Linked DNA regions of Rattus norvegicus: all the other regions are linked to region 1. The links are chromatin contacts, called in public Hi-C maps. All regions are on one chromosome and are shown on one strand. The core of a region is the stretch at or near the end of the contact, and the rest is flanking DNA. Distances in the headings are between cores, read along the strand shown.

Evidence for each region. A called contact is a pair of places that touch in the nucleus more often than the background predicts.
Region 2: a contact with region 1 is called in a Hi-C map of liver, with 2.2 times the contacts expected there. The contact joins two enhancer-like sites. A contact is called at or near these places in 2 of 12 Hi-C or Micro-C datasets (kidney and liver).
Region 3: a Hi-C map of liver shows a contact between it and region 1, with 5 times the contacts expected there. The contact joins two enhancer-like sites. A contact is called at or near these places in 7 of 12 Hi-C or Micro-C datasets (the A7r5 cell line, the Rat2 cell line, Schwann cells and 3 more).

Annotation. Positions count from the first base shown.
Region 1 is chr8:39,502,299-39,506,404 of GRCr8, reverse strand. The region is part of intron 2 of LOC102552355 (a long non-coding RNA gene); the gene reads left to right. Among named protein-coding and RNA genes, the nearest start is that of Ets1, 140 kb to the right of the region's middle. Within about 2 kb of position 2,129, at least 4 of the 93 cell types and tissues checked have an H3K27ac peak or open chromatin away from gene starts, as enhancers often do. A contact at or near this core is called in liver, where this site is marked.
Region 2 is chr8:39,396,579-39,400,684 of GRCr8, reverse strand. Ets1 (ETS proto-oncogene 1, transcription factor) reads right to left here. Exons shown (of 8, transcript NM_012555.2): 3 at 2,643-2,843; 4 at 1-3. Among named protein-coding and RNA genes, the nearest start is that of Ets1, 35 kb to the right of the region's middle. Within about 2 kb of position 2,099, at least 9 of the 93 cell types and tissues checked have an H3K27ac peak or open chromatin away from gene starts, as enhancers often do. A contact at or near this core is called in liver, where this site is marked.
Region 3 is chr8:39,590,979-39,595,084 of GRCr8, reverse strand. No RefSeq gene overlaps it. Among named protein-coding and RNA genes, the nearest start is that of Ets1, 230 kb to the right of the region's middle. Within about 2 kb of position 2,199, at least 29 of the 93 cell types and tissues checked have an H3K27ac peak or open chromatin away from gene starts, as enhancers often do. A contact at or near this core is called in liver, where this site is marked.

The DNA.
Region 1 (4,106 bases), core at 880-3,379:
GCTGGGATTTAGAGGGATCTGAATGGGGCGCCTTATTTAAAATACGTATTTCCAAAGCACTGGCTCATAATTACTATGTTATGTCCCCCATTATAAAGAAGAGGAAATTGAGGTTAACAGAGATTAAGTAACTAAACGATCCAAAGTCACTAAACAATCAACTAACAAAGCTAATTATCAAGTGGAGGTTAGCTCTCAGGCCTCCACCTGTGGGCACACTCCATTCCCCTTAGGACTGCTTTGCTCCCTGTGGCAATCTGATACAGATAAGGTGAAATACCTACGGAAAATCACCTCTGTGGAACCTTCGTGAACTTCTTTTGCTCCGAGGAGCTATTCTTTACTGCCGAGAACCTTCCTTGTTTGTTAGACTATACTGGCGAAGTGTCTCTGAACACACCGTGTTGTCTTTTTTGTGTGACTATCCATTTCCCCATTCTAAGGTTTTTGTAAATTTTTGTCTGTATTTTTTTCTACCTTGGGATCTAGTCCCAAGTCATATACACTACAAAGGCTTAATAAATGTTTCTGGAATCCAGATTTCTTTCGCTCCAAATCTCAGGTACTTTCCACTCCAGTAGATTTCCTTCCTATTCTCTACAACTCCCCAAAATTTGAGCTAGATCAAGTAGAAAACCTTATCTATAGGACATGTATGTTGAAATCGCTACCACTCTGGGTGGTACCAAAGTCCGTATTTTCTAGCACCTCCATATTGAAAAAGTTCAATTTATAAATTGAGCATACTAACAATAATAACTAATAATAAAATAAGACAATAATATCAGTAGACTGATAGGAGTTATATAAAATATATGAACTCATTGTTTACTTCTGGAAATTTTCCATTTAATAGTTGTGGACCTTGCTTAATATAAGTAACAAAAATCAAAAAGTCAAGTGTGGATAAGGAATGACTCCTGAATTGATTTTTACAGACTTCACTCATGAGACCAAAGTTACACATTCTCTCCAGAATCTCCATTAACACATGGGCCCTTAAGTAAAAATGTAATGTCATACACTGTACATCGAATATGTTCTGTATTATTTGCTTTGATGACTAGCTTTAAGGTCCAAAATGACACAAAATTCTCAGCCTCCCATGAATCCTGCAGCAGAGCAAAGAGGGGTGAGGAGAAAGTGCCTCACTTCTCCCTACTGCTACGCTGATCCTAAGTTCCGGCTCCATCTACCAGCCTACAATGTAAAGAGCAGTCCCTTGGTCATGCTTGAAGCCTATGAGCTGTATATGATTAACATCCCCCACCCCAAGGCACACACCCTAGAAAGATGCCCGGGGAAACCCTAGAAATGCACCGCTGCTCATTTGGCCAAGGAAATCCGGGATCACAAGTACCCAAAGTGCCACTTAGAAAATGTGACTGGCCTGAGTTCCCGGAAGTTCCCGGAAGTTAATCAGACCTGGTTCTGGAAAACAACACCCCGTTGCCAACGCTGGGGTGGCGCTCATTTCCCCTTCCTTTTAGTTCAAACAAAAGCCAACTTGATTTGGAAATGACCACCAGAGTATGGCTTCCATTCTTCCTTCATTTATGATGAAGCTGAATTCTTTCAACTGCCCAGTTCCTGTCGCCAAAGATGAGGCAACGCACAATCCAGCCCGCTTGTCGTGAGGGCTAAGTGAGGAGAAAGCTGGTTAGTGGTCTCTCTCCATCCTTGTTGCTGAGATAGTAGATACGAGGAGGGAGAGAGTTTCAGGTGCCAACAGCCTGGGCCAGCAGTCTGGTTTTCCACTGTTTTCCCTGATAAAAGAAAGGTGGGTGGGTGCAATGGGGAAAACCATATGTTTTTATCCTTGCCAGAGAGTTTCCATTTGATTTGGGGGCAAGAGGCAAAGAAAACACTAGGAACCTAGTCGTCCACATGGTAAAAAGCAGTTTGTGCAGGGCTCTGGGTATTCTTTGATGCTGCCTCCAAGTTTAAAAAGAAAGACCCCCCCTCTCTGACAAATTATATAAAGTTCGAGAGAGTGCTTCTTGACATAGGCTGCAAACAAGGCCAGCAGTGACAGGAGACAGCAGACACGGGGCTGGGTGTGGGCTCTGCCTCACTCTGCCTGGACTCTTGTCTAGAGCAAACAAGCCAGGTCATGGGAGAGATACATCCAAAACAAATAGGAATGAAAGCCATGAGCTGTGTGCTCCCAGAAAGCACTTGTCCCCTGAACACTCTCTCTAAACCTCAAACACACCAGGCTCCCAGTTGTGATCCCATTGTGATTCCCATTGTGTTACATTATTAGATTCACTGGTTTTTAATGTAGTTGGAGGCTTTCAGTAGTCAAACTCCTAAGGCCTTACATCTGGGAGCCACTTGGGTCAGATAGTGACTACTGGGATCTCAGAGGTTGTTTCCCTTCTCTCGTACACAGCAGCAAATAAAGGATATTTGCGGAGTGTTCCCTGTGGTCTCGGTCATATGCAAACATTCTAAGTCAGCACATAAATGTGAGAAGATTAAAACAGAAACATGAAGGATTTCATAAGATGATTGCATGGCTGTTCGGTTGTGCCTTTCTTTCCTGTGGTGGGTCCTTTGGTTCAGCATTGTTCTGGTGCGTAGTGAGTACCGTTCCCATTGCTATAGCTCTCTCAGACAGAGGACATTGGCACCCACATGATAACAGCCAAGGTTCGTCATGTCCTCCTTTAACAACTGTGTGTGTGTCTTCATCTGTCTCATGGATATGTGAAGTATTAATTACACATGCTCCTGTTTCTCAGAACATGGGATTCTTTTTCCTCTAGCGGTGGACCTGATTTTCAGGAAAACTGGTCAGCGGCAGCCTTCCATTTCTGCTGAAGTTCTTGCTCTCTGGTCTTGACACAAACAGAATCTGGAGAAGATGGGAACTGGAAGAATTGATTGAAAAGTAATGGTGTCTTGGTCCCTAGACCAGGCCAGTTTGGAGTTTGGTGGCATATTTCTTAGATAAATTTTCTTCAAAACAATTTAAAATGTTAATTTCATTTACTGAGTCCTAAACTATCTTGTATCTTGTGTCTATGACATATCACAGAGAGGCGGGATCGTTCATAGTAAAGAAACTGAGATTTCGCTTCAGTCTGGAAAATATGAATTATATTTCTCCATTAGATAATAAAACTATATCCAGGAGAAATAGCTTAACCCAGAAACAGAGAGGCAGCAACATCTAATCTGTATTAAGAGGGAAAATAATTAGCTTTGTTTTTGGCCAAGCCATAGCCTATAAGAAAATATAGATATTTTTGCTCATTACGCAACCCCCCCAACCTAACCTAAAATATTTAAAAATTGTGTTTTCTATCTCTTGTCCTTGTTTTCTGTTCCTCCTTCCAAAATGTCTTATTATGTGTGCACATGCATGTGTGTGCGTGCGTGCACACACAGACACACACACACACACCACAAACACACACACACACACAGACACTACTTGGTGGTATTTACTAGCCCTGTGTATAATGTTCTTTCGCTGTATTAAGAGATAAGTTTCCTGAGGAGAGAGGTCAGCAAGCATCTCTGATCCAACTATAAACTGCAGTCTCGGGCAGCTTCAAGCACAAGCATAAACTTAATAAATATTTGGTCTGTGGAGGGAATGAGATCAGTGGGTGGGATGTGGCATTGTATATGTAAACCTTTCCCTTGGGCATCTTAGACTTTTACTCACAACTTTATCCCCAAATATACAGAAAACATGGGAAGATGCGATGACTCCTTGTCTAAATTCAAGGGCATAGGAAGAAAAATAAGAAACATGGAGTGTCTACTGAGTACTTACAGTTTCTTTACATGCATTTCATCTTATTTACCTTCTCAGGTAAATTAGTAAAGATACTGAGCTATATTTTATTTGCCTGAAGTAGATAAGTACCGCACACTCATCAAGAAAACCTAGGTTCAGAAAGGTGTGGTTGCTTCATGAGACACACAGCTGCCATGGCTGCAGCACCTTTGCTGGCTCAGGCTCAGACCTTGCCTCTGATGTGTCCGAAGAATCTGAGTCATCTTTCATTGTACTAAAATGAAATTCCAAAAGTTCTCAGTGAAAATGAAAGGTTTGTAACTCCATTCACAAGAACAGAGAGAGAGAGAGA
Region 2 (4,106 bases), core at 850-3,349, 110 kb after region 1:
CCTCTGTAAGAAACACACCAGAGAATAAAATAAAGATAGCATGCACGTGACAACTGACCTACGCGGATCTTACCCACAAGGACCCTGATAATCTCAACATTTTCTTTTATACGGAGTCTGCAAGCCCACAGCGGGAGTTGGTGTCTTGGTTGCCTGAACACAGCTTTATCTCAGGATGACATCAGAAAAGTATGGCTGAGTTTAGCATTTCAATAGCTGTGAAATGGGACTAGTCCACTTATCTTGGGAGGAAACCCATTGGGCAATCACTGAGGGTTGAGAAAAACCAGCAGCCCTCAGCCTTGGTATCTCGGTGTTTCCCTTCAGGGAACTGAATCTTCAGGCTCCAGTCTGGGGATGCCTCAAGGACCATGATCAGAACCTAGCATTTAAACCGATCAACTGAAAACCATTTCAGAACACATTGCAGTCTTTGGGCAAGTAGGTATTTGTATCTTCCACTTTTTCAGATATTTGGATTTTTTTTTTTTAATCTGCTTTTCTCTTTGTTCTTGGAATTCAAGTTCAGGCCCAGACAAGAAGCAGGACACTGGTAAGGTGACTCCGCTCAGTGAACCGTGAGAAGCAACACAGCCAAACTGCCTCGATGCCAACTTCCTTGCGACTCAGAAAGAAATAAAGAGAAAGTGTAGCGGGGAGCAGAACTGTCATGGTGGGCTCAGAGTACTCTGGCTACCCTAGAATCAAATGCCTGAGCTGCTGACTGCATTGCTTTGCAAAGATCAATTGTAAAGGGAGACTGCTGATACAGTTTTTCCTCAGGTATCTGCTAGCCTGCCGAGAGCAAAGGCTGATGGGAAAACAAGTTTATGCCTGTACTCAAAAAGAGGAAAAAAAAAGTTCCCAGTTGAGATAAAATGATTAAACTCTGCTTGAGTGGCTTATCAGATTAAAACATCCCCTGCACCTTTGGCCTACAGCTCCACCCCGAGCAGCTATGTTCTCTGGCTGCCATGCTGCTCAAGTGAGATCACAGAAAGGACGCTGTTCTGCCTACAAGCATCCTGATCATCCACTCAGAAAGGTGAATCCCCAGAAAGACAGTCTTACTGCCTCAAGCGATGGGACACCGGCTGGGGTGACAGAATTGCCTCCTCACACGGACTCAATTACACTGTACTGCACTTCAGTTCCCTGACGGTACTCCCCTGCATAGAAGCAGTCCACAGTCTAATCCTGTCTTAGTAGCAGTTCCCTGTGAACGCACATTAGCACAGCAAGAACACTGGGTGGGAAGTGAAATTAAAACAGACTTAGAAGTAAAGTTTAACGTGTTGATCACTAATTGAGGGTAATTCCGAGAAAGAAAATCTATTTGGCAGCCCTTCAGAATCAAGGATATGAATGGACCATGGCCAGTGACAGACTGAGAGTACCCCCAGCTCCTGGTACACCCACTGTGGGAATTCATTCTGAGTTCAGAGAAGCATTGTATTGACAGACTATGTTTGGTTTCATGGTCTGGTGCAACCTGCTGTTGTGTTCAGAAGGCAGCACCAAGCCAGCGCTTTGAGGAGTCTACCACATCTTTCTTTTCCTCTTACGAGCAGGTCACTCAAGTCAGTGCCTAGTGGGGTCAGCACCAGTACAGTTCCTAGAGCTGTTGTCCTGTCCTGAGTAGCAGCACCCAGAGAGACCCACCAAGTCCTTAAATGTGTTCATCCGCTGATCATTTTCAATGAGAAGCTGAGGCAAAGGAACGCACATCACATTCACGTGCCCAGAGGAATGGGACCTGGGTCTCTCCTCAGTCCTGAGACTGAGGCATACTCTTAAACAAAGGAAGGTCTTACGAGGAATGAGCTCTGTGCCCTACCCCCAGTGACTGTGCCTAGAGCTTGAGGCTGGTGACCACAGGGAAAGGGTGGGCCTGGTTACAGAGGGCAGCAGGCTTCTAGGCTTACAGTCAGCTGTAGGGCACTGCTGACTGCTGGTAACTGCAATTTATTTTAAGAAGAAATTTAGACAAATAAGCACAGAAACACCCAAGTTTGCCACCCGCTGCTGTTGCTATACTCAGCCGGTGCTACGGGACATGAGTCACTTGGTCCAAAAAGGTTAGAAGAGGCCAGTAGAGGAGGCTGTGTCATTAAAAGGTTGCAACACCACGTCCTGATATAACCCTAGCTTTGGCTCGGAGTGTAAAAGGTGTTCTACACCGCCATAATGCCAAACCAGCAACTGGCAGAGACATTTGTCGTGCTAATGAGCATGGAAAAGCTGTATTCTCCTGTTACCAGAGGATACGTCATAGATCAAGGGAGTATATGTTAAAGTTTCTGGAGTAGATAAAAACACCTGTTTCTTAAATCCAGATTTATTTAAGTCCAGGCACTGTTTATTCAAATAATGTATGGGTCTACAAAAATAACATGGAGTGTATACAGGAATCTAAAGTACAGTCTTGCTTAAAAATTAAAATATGAACTCCTAAGGCATAGAGGAGCCAGCATGTACTGAGCTCTTGCTTTGCACCAAACACATCCCCACAGACCATCTATGCCATGGCTGAACACCTACAGGCAAAAGCAAGAACATCCCACCATCCGGCCAGCTCTTCTCCTACTTTTAGAGAAATGCCCCCCTCCACTTCCCTACCCCATTGTTTCCACACATTTTACCTTTCTGCAGGATCTCTAGATGCTCCCACAGGATATCCCCCACAAAGTCTGGAGCCAGCTCGAGGAAGCATTCTTTACCCAGGGCACACAGTGCTGCTCCATTCATACAGAACTTCTGGAAGTCCACACCCTTCAGGCTGAACTCATTCACAGCCCACATCACCCAATCCCGGACATGGGTTTCTGTCCACTGCCGGGGGTCTGAGAAGAGAGAGGCCAAGTGAGGATACAGTGGGTCAGGCTGAGGGAAGGCAGGAAGAGATGGGACAGGGCTGAGGACGCTAGTGACTCTCACACCCAGGGAGCAGCATCTTGTCCAGGACCTCTCAGATTTCTTTCCCCATATCTAGCACCCCACTTGCCCTATTTTGTCAGATAGGAGGAGCTAAAGTCAGCCAAGAGTAATTCCCTGCTTTTTTTTTTTAAGACCAAGATTTCCACTGATCTCCTCTCTCACCCTTATCCCATTAAAAAAAAAAATTTAAAGCCCCCAGATAAGGGAATATGCCTTCTTTAAGGGCAATAATAACAGTGTAAAGTGTTTTCCACAAATTCTGCATGCCCCCGTCTGCTCTCAGCTCTGCGACACACTTGAGGATTTTATACTCGATTATTCTTATCTTAGCCACTTAGGTTTTACAATAATCCCAGCAATTAGTAATGACAAGCCATTCGAGTGTCATTATTTGTGACCACAGGCCCAGCTTTGAGTAGCAGTGATATCATGAAATCCTCATACCTGGCCTAAGGTTTGACAGAGCTGTATCTGTCAATGACACCAAAACGGTGCACGTAAGTGATGCCTGGACCAAAAGTAACTGCACAAGGTGCTGGAACACCCAGGGCTCAGAAGTCATTTTGCTCGCCTTCTGGTCCACAAAGGATGCTTGGGGTTGTGGTCCACTCAGGTTTGGAGTAGAGTTGTAAACAGAAGAAGAAGAAAAAATGCAAAGATGTATTCTAAGAATGTAACCAGCTCTTCGGTCTGGCCATGCTGGAAGTCTTTCATTTCCAGTTAGATGAGGTGTTATTTATAGACAGCCTTCCTTCAACTTTCTTAACAACAACATCAACGCAAAATGAAAAGCAAAATAAGGACAAGACACAGCTTGCCTACTCATGACTGCCCAGCAAATGTTCCTAGGGAAAGCTGACAATTCATAGTTCACTTTTTTATGATAACTCCAGACTCCATGGACTCAGTAAACCCTTTTAGATAGGAACGCCCAAAGTGCAAGCACACTTTGCCAAAGCACATGGAAGAGAACAGAGTCTAAATATAAAGCAGCCCAGCTCCCTGGGTTCATCCATGGTCACCCATACTGACTCTAAAGTCAGGTTCTCCAGACTTGCCTACGACCTGGAATTGTTAGAGGAGTTTACAAAATAAAGCTGTCAGTGACCGTTAGGATGACTTGAATTGGTCTGGGGCTTACTCCAGAAGCTCTCAAAGATCCAGAGATG
Region 3 (4,106 bases), core at 950-3,449, 89 kb before region 1:
GATGACTTTGGATGGTCTACCTGGAGTGGTGCTGGAGAACTCACCCTGGAGATGTGCATATGGGAGAGTTAAGACAGGCTGACCAGCTCAGCTACCTCCTAGGCCCAGACACAAGGCTCGACACTGGCTCTATATCATCTGCAAATGACTGGGATGCATGAAATGGCCAGTCCTGCTGATCCAAAGCTACAGCCTCTCCAAGACACAAGGCAACAACATGATAACTGGGTAGAGCCCCGATGAGGATCCAATATTGATGGTGTCACCGAAACCAGAAGTCTCAAGCCCGACCAATGACTCGTTGAAATGAACGTTTGCAAATGAAGACGCGTGGACAGAGGGATACAGTGTGGGACACACTGACATGAATACAGCTTCCATGATGATGTGTTTGTTTGTTTTTTTATTTGGGGGAAGGTTACAGGGTGAAAGGTGGGGTTATGAGGGGACAGGAGATGAGCAGAACTGGGGTGCATGATGGGAAACTCACAAAGAACCGATGACAACTTTTTTTAAAAAAGACAGAAAAGAAAGAAAAAAAAACAATTCAGTTCCTTGCCATTTCAGCTCAATAATTTTGTCTCCTCCTCAACTAATGCCCTGCCCTGCCCTCACCTATGAGAGCCTCCTGTATATTGAACAAGGAAGGCATTTGCCACCAATACTGCAACCTGACATCTAGAGTCTTAAAGCCTCACAGGCTTTCTTCACACTTAAAACGATCTTCAAAACCACTGTTCAGGGTCTTCAATCGAACACAGCATGCACTTGTTTTTTGTTTGTTTGTTTGTTTGTTTGTTTGTTCTGTTTTTCTTGGGTCTGGAGACTGAGCATGGATCCTGAATATGTAAGACAGGCACTTTATACACTGCGCCATCTTCTGAGCCCAACACCCATGCCTTTGTTTTCCATGGTAGCAAAGGCAAAGAAACCGATACATTCTGGAAAATCTACCTTAGTGGATTAAATCATCGTTTGATGTTTACAGGCTCAGTGTGAGTATGTTAAGGGTGGTGGGAGCATTCCAGTCTGCCCACCAGGGGCTGCTAGACATCAGATAAGTTCTAAAGAGAATGATGTGAAAATGGTAAATGGGAGCTGAGAGAAAGGCAGTCAAAGAAGAGGCTGTTGCCCTGGAAAGGCAAGTAGCCCTTCAGCAAAAGAACTCATAATGAACCATTGTGAGCTTAGCTGCAGTGTTTGTGAATGGAATGCTTTCTGTTGAATGAATGGCTGCTGTTCTATAATTCACAAAGTCTGACTCAAAACAGGCCGGGAGGTACGAGCATGTCTTAAGTGTGCACTGCACACGTTTCCCGTCCTGTCACCCACAGTCACTTGGGTTTACTCTGTAGCTCAGACGTTAGTAAGCCACAGCCAGGTTATAGGAGAAATCCAGCCATCTATAACCTAACCAGATAATTGTCTGCCACCTCTTTTCCACGCTGATAAACGTTCCAACTGGAGGACTGAGCTCTCCTGGCCAATGAAGATTCCTTCAATTAGAGCTTCCTTTCCATCGGGAAATCGCACGGCACTCAGTTTTAGAATCCTCACATTCAGAGACCTAGAAAAGTTCATTTAGTTTTTTCTTCTGTTTCCTTCGTGAAGAAGGCTCATCAAATTCATAGGGAAATACGATAAAACAACCAATGATTCCAACTTTCAAAGACAGACACACTGCTTTGTGCTTCTAGTCCTATGTGCCTGTGTCCCTTACATTTATGAAGTCTCATGCTGCCTTGCCACTGCACCCACAAGCCCCTCCTCTTAATCTGTCCTCTCCAAAAGCAGCAGTACGGCTGACCCTAATTCTGTGACGAGGTGCACAGTACACAGTGTTCCCTAACAGCGCGCATGCAGATTCTCTTCAGGGAATAGACTTTATGTAAACAGAGATATCCAGAAGTTACATTATAGCCTCATTCTTGAGATAAACTTCTGCTTAATCACTGATCCTTCCAGGAATAAGAAAAAAGATGCAAATAAATCGCTCTGCTATTCGTAAATTTAATATTTAATCTTCATTTTCTTCTCGTGCTGGGAAGTCTGTCACAAAAGAGAGAATGGAGAGCAGAGGAGGAACTAGGAACAAAACAAAGAAAAATACTTTGTGTCCCAGTTCCCCACAAGTCTCCTAAGCCTGGCTTTAGACTTGTCTTCCTAATCGAGACGCTAGAGGGAGTCAAACCCAGGAATCTGCAGACGATCCCCCAGCTGAACAGCAAGGGCTGCTGTTACACCTTTCTCTTTAAACAACTGCTCCTTAGCTTGCTTGGCCCAGAAAAACGCCCAATCTGGAGTGCCGTGCCTTTCTTACTCTGAGGTTACTATTTCTAAAAATAGTTTTCTGAAAAATCTCTCTAGTGGGCTGGGAAGCACGCAAGTAGAGTGTGGGGTCCGGAAGTGCACGGTTCTGCTTCAGCAGAACCCTGCAGGCTGGGGGTAGGACAAGAACTGTAGCCAAGAGCACCAAAAGGGGTCGTGCCCTAGATTGAGAGTGTGCCTTTGGGGTTCAAACAGGCTATTCTCACTGGCCCTTGAGGAAGCAAAATGTTGGCTGTGAGCTTGGAGCCCCGAGGTGAACGCCATGCAGCTCCTAGACCTGACTTCCCCACCACACACAAACCACACAGAGCACAATGGTGCTGCACAGGACCCCGGTGAGTGTCACCTCTAAATGATACAGTGGCACATGAAGGAGGTTTTTACGCACCTCTGCTGGTCTTCCAACCACTCAGTGTTTCGAGAGTGGCATGGGCGTTAGAGAGAATTCCAGATACGGTCCAAGATGGGAGGAGACAAAGCCAGGTTGGGGATTCCACCCATTTTCTCTCTTCTGGTTTTGTCTCTGGTCACATTTCCAATTCCTAGGAGAATAGTACCACTAAGTTTGGAGCCCTTTTGGTTTTGTTTGGATTTGCCCTAAAAATCCCCCAAAGGCCAAAAGTAGAGAACTCCTCTAGTGTTCTGGCCCTTTGGGGTGTGTATGGGGTGGGGAATACTTTGGGCATTCTTATTTTGGATGTCTCCAAACCGTACAAAGCAGAGACCCAGCCTTGCCTCCCGTTTTCTTCTGTTACCAGATTTGGCGGATGTTAAAGAGTTAAATTTAGCGTCCTTCAATGTCTTGAGGAGGCCTCTAGGAGCATGTGTGTGTCAGGCTTCAGCATTTAAGTCTTGGGTACACAGCGGTCACACAAAGCTGAAGGAGTTCAACTACCTGCCTGAAACAGACTCCAGGTCAGGCCCAGAGCTATTCCAGTCTCCAGCCATCCTCCCAAGAAAGACACTACAGGACAGGGCTGGTCTATTTCCCCGATGAATTCATGAGAGACTTTCTTTGGTCTGTAAAGGTTCTGGGAAAGTCCACTGTCTGAACTTTCAGAATTCTTGCTAAAGTGAATGCATCCCGACCGAGCCTTTCTGATAGGAATATCAGTCTTGACATTATAAAACTGCTGAGGTTCGATACCAGCTCAGTTCATATGTAACTGACTGCAAACCAAGGATCAAACTTCTCCAATCACAATCACCACCACCACCACCACCACCACCACCACCACCACCACCACCACCACCACCATCAAACAAGACTTTCGGGGGAAATAATCTGCTAGGTTTTTTTTTCTGGTTTAAAAGTTCCATGATTTCTGTCTCTTTCTAGAAAAAAAATGTGAAATGTTCTATCTGCTGGCCTAAAAGTCAAAAGAGAGAAGCCTAAGTTATATGCAGACAAGCCTGGGGTGCCTAGCTGTACCGTGTAGGAGGAAGACACTTTAGAAGGAAACACATTTCATTTTTTCTGCCTGATATGGTTATCTCTAAGGCTGGCACCCATGCAAACAAGATGAGGGTGCAGAGGAAGGGGAGGGGGGGACACGTTTCCAAATGTCAAATGTTGAGCGAGGGCTTTGAGCTCTGACAATTGAGGCTTCCGGTAACTTTGGTCTCCACCTTTGTGGAGAGAGAGAGAGACAAGGAGGGGTAAGAAGGAGAAAGTTGAACATGTTCCTAACAATGAGACAATTATCATGTAGGTCTGAGGCAAAGATCAGGCCCATGATACCTGACTTACTTGCAAGTAATCTGGGACTCTCCCCTTA